Regions from separate parts of the Astyanax mexicanus genome. Here region 1 is linked to region 2. The links are chromatin contacts, called in public Hi-C maps. All regions are on one chromosome and are shown on one strand. The core of a region is the stretch at or near the end of the contact, and the rest is flanking DNA. Distances in the headings are between cores, read along the strand shown. Region 1 holds the start of spred2b (sprouty related EVH1 domain containing 2b). Region 2 overlaps phf10 (PHD finger protein 10).

The links. Hi-C and Micro-C count contacts between places; a contact is called where the count stands out from the background.
Region 1: a contact with region 2 is called in a Hi-C map of muscle, with 14 times the contacts expected there. The contact joins the promoter of spred2b here to the enhancer-like site in region 2. A contact is called at or near these places in 2 of 3 Hi-C or Micro-C datasets (both in muscle).

What each region holds. Positions count from the first base shown.
Region 1 is chr7:17,952,895-17,955,594 of AstMex3_surface, forward strand. spred2b (sprouty related EVH1 domain containing 2b) reads right to left here and starts at 1,273. Exons shown (of 6, transcript XM_022686178.2): 1 at 683-1,273. The coding sequence starts at 708. The region is part of intron 1 of phf10 (PHD finger protein 10); the gene reads left to right.
Region 2 is chr7:17,869,138-17,871,837 of AstMex3_surface, forward strand. All of the region lies in intron 1 of phf10 (PHD finger protein 10), which reads left to right. Among protein-coding and RNA genes, the nearest start is that of spred2b, 84 kb to the right of the region's middle. Within about 2 kb of position 1,439, the one cell type or tissue checked has an H3K27ac peak away from gene starts, as active enhancers do.

The DNA of each region.
Region 1 (2,700 bases), core at 23-2,522, 84 kb after region 2:
GTTTTTTATGAATGAAGCTCTGTATGCAAATGAGAGCGATTCAAAGAAAGGGCAAAACAAATGGAGGATAGACTAGCTAACATCATTCAGCTCCGGTTTGTGTGTCTGCCTGTCCGTTTTGCAAGTGAATTAGGGCTGGGGAAAAGACCCCCTGTGTAGCCCCCCAGTCAGTCACTGAAGCCTGGGGAGGCTCGGGGCTGGTCCTACCAGCATTTTACATTTTAGCTAAGGAACTCTGTTGAACAGTAGAAAAAGTAGCCCTTCCCTGAGAAAAAAATGTTTCCGAGCCGCCCCCACTCTCTCTCTCTCTGTCTGTCCCCCTCTCCCCCTCTCTCCCACTCCTTCCCTCCCCTCTTAAGGCAGGGGGGTGAAGGAGAGGGCCTGATCCCCCTGTTTTTTTCGTCGCCCACTGTCAGAACTACACACACACATACACATATGTATACACACACACCCACACATACAACACGACTAACTAAAAACAAGCACTCGAAACTTTCCCCCACTCAGGCCATAAAACAGAGCAGAAGAGACAGGTTAGCTTAGGTTAGGTTAGCCAGCTAACTAACAACAAACCAGAGTAGCTAACTAACCCACGTACTCAAACAAGAGAAAAACAGAGGGAGAGAAAGGCAGAAAAAGAAAGAGAAAAGGAGACTAGCTGTACAGTATAAGTACTCACTCGTTTGGGCGTGTTTCTTCAATCATTTTCTCGTTTCACCTCGAAAAAAATCCCACCGCGGGTGCTCTCTTTTCGCTCGTCATTTTTCTTCTCTCTTCTCCAAAATAATAATAATAATCCCTTCACATCGCGCCTCAGCCTCCTCTCCTCCCGTCTTCTTCCCTCGCGTGTTTTCTTCTCCTCCTCTCCTGTCCGCCGTCCTGACGGCCTCTCGCTTCTTCCACTCTTTCTCTCTCTTAGTCTCGGTCTAATTTTCTCCTCCTTTTCTCTCCAGAGCTGAAACCAGTTGCTGGTAGAAATCGTGACGACTCTGGTCTCCCGAGCGCCGAGTCTCGCAGCGCAGCAGCCCCGTGTCTGAGTGAGTGCGCGCGCTCTCTCCACAGCCCGGGTGTGTAGTAGTATAGCTAATGGTGAGTTCAGAGATACCGGAGAGTGAGTTCTTACCGCCGGGCTGATCTCGGGTCTGGGGCGAGTCTCTCCGCCGTGCTGCTGCTCGCTAAGCGCTGATGTTGCTGAGGGTGGCCCCGTCCGAGCCCCATCTCTCTTTACTCCATGTTGGATTCTGCAGCGAGCAGCAGCAACAGCGCGAGAGAGGGAGGGGGGGGGGGGGAAAGAAAGGGGGGGCAGGGCGGAAACGATGACGTCAGCTCGGCAACACTGCAGACTGACTTTTAATCTGAGAAGCAAGTGAGTGAATGAGTGAGTGAGACAGTGAGTGAGTGAGTTAGGGAGTCAGATAGTGAATGAGTGAGACAGGGAGTGAGACAGTAAGTGAGAGAGACAGGAAGTGAGTGAGTGAGTGAGTGAGTGAGTGAGTGAGTGAGTTAGGGAGTGAGGGAGTAAGTAAGACAGTGAGTGAGAGAGTTATTGAGTTAATGAAAGAGTGATTGAGCGAGTGAGTGAGTGAGTGAGTGAGTGAGTGAGTGAGTGAGTGAAAGAGTGATTACGTTAATGAGTAAGTAAATGAGTGAGAGAGTGATTGAGTTAATGGGTGAGTGAGTGAGTTAGAGAGTGAAAGTGACTGAGTGAATGAGTGAGTAATTGAGTTAATGAGAGAGTGAGTGAGAGAGTGATTAAGTTAATGAAAGTGAGTAAGTAATTTAGTTCATGAAAGAGTGATTAAGTTAATGAAAGAATGAGTGAGTGAGTAATTGAGTTAATAAGAGAGTGAGTGAGAGAGTGATTAGGTTAATGAAAGAATGAGTAAGTGAGTGAGTAATTGAGTTAATGAGAGAGTGATTAAGTTAATGAAAGAATGGGTAAGTGAGTAAGTTAGTGAGTGATTAATAAAAGTATCCATTGTTTAAAACTTAATCTCTCGTGTTGTGTCCCTCTTTTATGTTGTGGGGTATGGATGAGCCAATGCCATAACAATGATTGGGTAAAGGAGTGAGAGTGAGTGAGTGAATAAGTGAGTTAATGAGTGTGTAAGAGAATGAATGAGTGAATAAGTGAGTGAATTAGTGACAGTGAATGAATGAGTTAATGAGTGAATGAGAGTGATTGAGTGAATTAGTGAGTGAGTTAGGGAGTGAGGGATCGAGAGTGAGTTAGGGAGTGCGGAAATGAGTGAGTGAGTGAGTGAGAGAGTGAGTAACTGAGTGAGTGAATGAGTCTCCACTGTTAACTAACCTGCTAACTCCACAACTACTGATCTTAGGTCAGCTATGACTTCAAATAGCTTATACAGAAACATACATAGGCTATGTCGTAATGGATTAAGTATATGCATAAAAAAGTTCAAGAAACTATGAAGAAAAACATCTGAAATTATTTAGTAAACAAAAAGTGTTAAACAAACCAGAATATGTTCTTTAAAGTAGCACCTTTTGCTTAGCTTTCAGTTAACAGCTGTGCTGAACTTGTCAAAAGTGAATTACTTGAATTTCTTGCCCTTTTAATGAGTTTGAGTGCATCACCTGTGTTGTGAGAAGGTAGATTCTTGAAATTAATAGAATGTTGTTATCGCAAAAATGTTTTGAAATATTGTGATATTACATTAGCCTATATGCTGGGAG
Region 2 (2,700 bases), core at 189-2,688:
TTGTTTTCAGTTGTCTAATATTATAATATATATGCATCCCTATTAAGCATTGATAAGCCAGATTGAAGCAATGTTTGGTAACTCCAAATAATACAGTTTTCTTTAAAAGGTTTGGAAACAGCAAAATATAGCTTTAAAGGTTGAAGGTGAATACATTCTAATATAATATTATGGTAATCTGATTAAATAACATCTTTTCATCTAAATAAGTAATTTCTTTAAAGCCTAAACGTCTTTAGACCACTAAAACATGTGAACAGTGCTGTAATGTATATGTTTGACATATAAATGTTAACATAAAAGAAACAAACAGAATGTGATGTATCAGAATAGTATCTAATATACAGCTCTGGAAAAAAATAAGTGACAAGACCACTTCAGTTTCTGAATCAGTTTCTCTGATTTAGCTATTTATAGGTATATATTTGAGTAAAATGAGCACTTTTGTTTAATTGTATAAACTACGGAAAACATTTCTCCTAAGTTACGAATAAAATTATTGTCATTTAGAGAATTTATTTGCAGAAAATGAGAAATGGCTGAAATAACGAAAAAGATGCAGAGCTTTCAGACCTCAAATAATGCAAAGAAAACTAGTTCATAATTATAAAGTTTTAAAAGTTAAGAAATCAATATTTGGTGGAATAATCCTGGTTTTTAATCACAGTTTTCACGCAGCTTTGCATGTTCTCCTCCACCAGTCTTACACACTGCTTTTGGATAACTTTATGCCGCTCCTGGTGCTGGTTTGTTTGATGGCTTGTGATCATCCTTCTTCCTTTTGATTCTATTCCAGAAGTTTTTAACGTGGTAAAATCAAAGAAAATAATTTTTAAGTGGTCTCTTATTTTTTTTTTGTCCAGGGCTGTATATATGTATGTGTGTTTGTGGTAAAGTTAAAAAGAACAATAGTGTAGATCCTGAGATAAGAGAAAAAAAACTTTAGTGTAGATCCTGAGATAAGAGAGCCGTTGGAAAGCTGCGATTTTTGAAAGTTCAGGAGTGAAAGAAAGAGGTGGCACGACCTCAGACTGCAGCGAATGTGCAAGAAGTTTGAGCAGAGGGCGGCGGGGGGTGTAATTACATGCTAGACTGTCAAGAACACCTCCCCCAGGCCTCCAGGGGACTGCTTGTAAAGGAAGGAAGGAAGTCATTTTTGGATCATAAACAGAGAAAAGCCTCAGGAAGAAAAAAAAGAAGGTAGAAAGAAAGAGAGGGAGTTTAGAAGAAGAAAAAAGACCAAAGGCAGATGGACAAAGAATAAGGAAATGTAAATGTGGCATGGAAGAGTGGAACCAGCAGAGGAAGAGGCACAGTTTCCTTGCCTGAAACAGTGGAAGGGCAGCGAGGATGAGGTGGAAGAGAAGCTTTATAGCTGCTTGTCACACAATGCCTGCCTACCCCTCAACCAACCATGACCGTCTCCATACCAGAGCCATAGGGGGCGTGAACTGAACCAACTTCCCAAAGAACACTTCACACCGTGAATAATCGCCAGCCAGCAACACCTTCTCATATATAGTGAAGCCTGGCTACCCAGATTTACTCATCCCAGTTTACGTGTGAAGGTCTGAAATTCAGCATTAAAGCAAATACTTCAAGAGTTTTACATTTTGAATGTTTTTAATACCATCAGTTAAGATCTTAGTCTTGTTAGAGATATTTAATACTACATAGCTACCCTTTCCCTTATGGTGAAAGCATTGGACATTCTGTTACTTAGATGCTGTGTTATTTTGTAGTTTGGATGAGTGAATAGTGTTTTTACCTCTTTTTAACCCTCCAAAAACCCTGCATCCTCTGAATTATAGGGTCATATATTTTGAGGTATATTGTTGCTGTTATGCAAAAAAAAAATCCAGTTTCATTTTTCCAATTTCCATTTTTTTTACATAATTTTAATTATTTGTTATTTAAAATGTAATCATAAATGGGCTGGGGTTCAATTCCTGATCTGCACTACACCAATACAAGGCCATTGGCAAGACTCCTAACATTCCTTGTACGTAATAAAGTAACCTTGTAAGTATCTCTTGATAAGAATGGCCCCTATAATTTCTGCTAATATTTTTTTTTTTTTTTTTTTTACTTGAAATAAAATATTTTAACATTAAATGTTTATAGGACCAAGACTAAGCCTAGTCTTGGAATTTTAAGTGGAGATTTTCCATTGAAAACAATATATAGTCTACAACTATATACTTCTTATCAACCCATGAAGTAGTTTATTTAAGAAAATATAGTGAGAAAACATTTATATATATATATATAGCAATATTGCACGTTCAAATTCACAGATTTTTTTTTTTCTAGATTGTGGGTCACAATGATCAGAGATATTTCCAGAGTGAAAAGTTGTTAAAGCCCGAGAACCCTGTCAAGCATGGTGGTGGTAGTATCATGCTTTAAACCTGTTTTGCTACCATCAGCGGAACTGGAGTGGAGTATTGAAGAAGCAGGGAGACTACCTCAGAATCCCTTTACACAACTTTAAAACAGAAGCCACTAGATGGTTGAACCTTGAACACAGTGGAGTGTTACAACAGGATCGAGACTTCAAATACACATCAAAGCTGGATGTGGAATGGATAAAGAAGGCTTACAGAACACCCTTCCCTAACTTCAGATCTCAAACTTGTTGAAAATATTAATTGGTGCCAGGTAAACCAAGAAATTGAACTGAACTCTACTAGATTTATT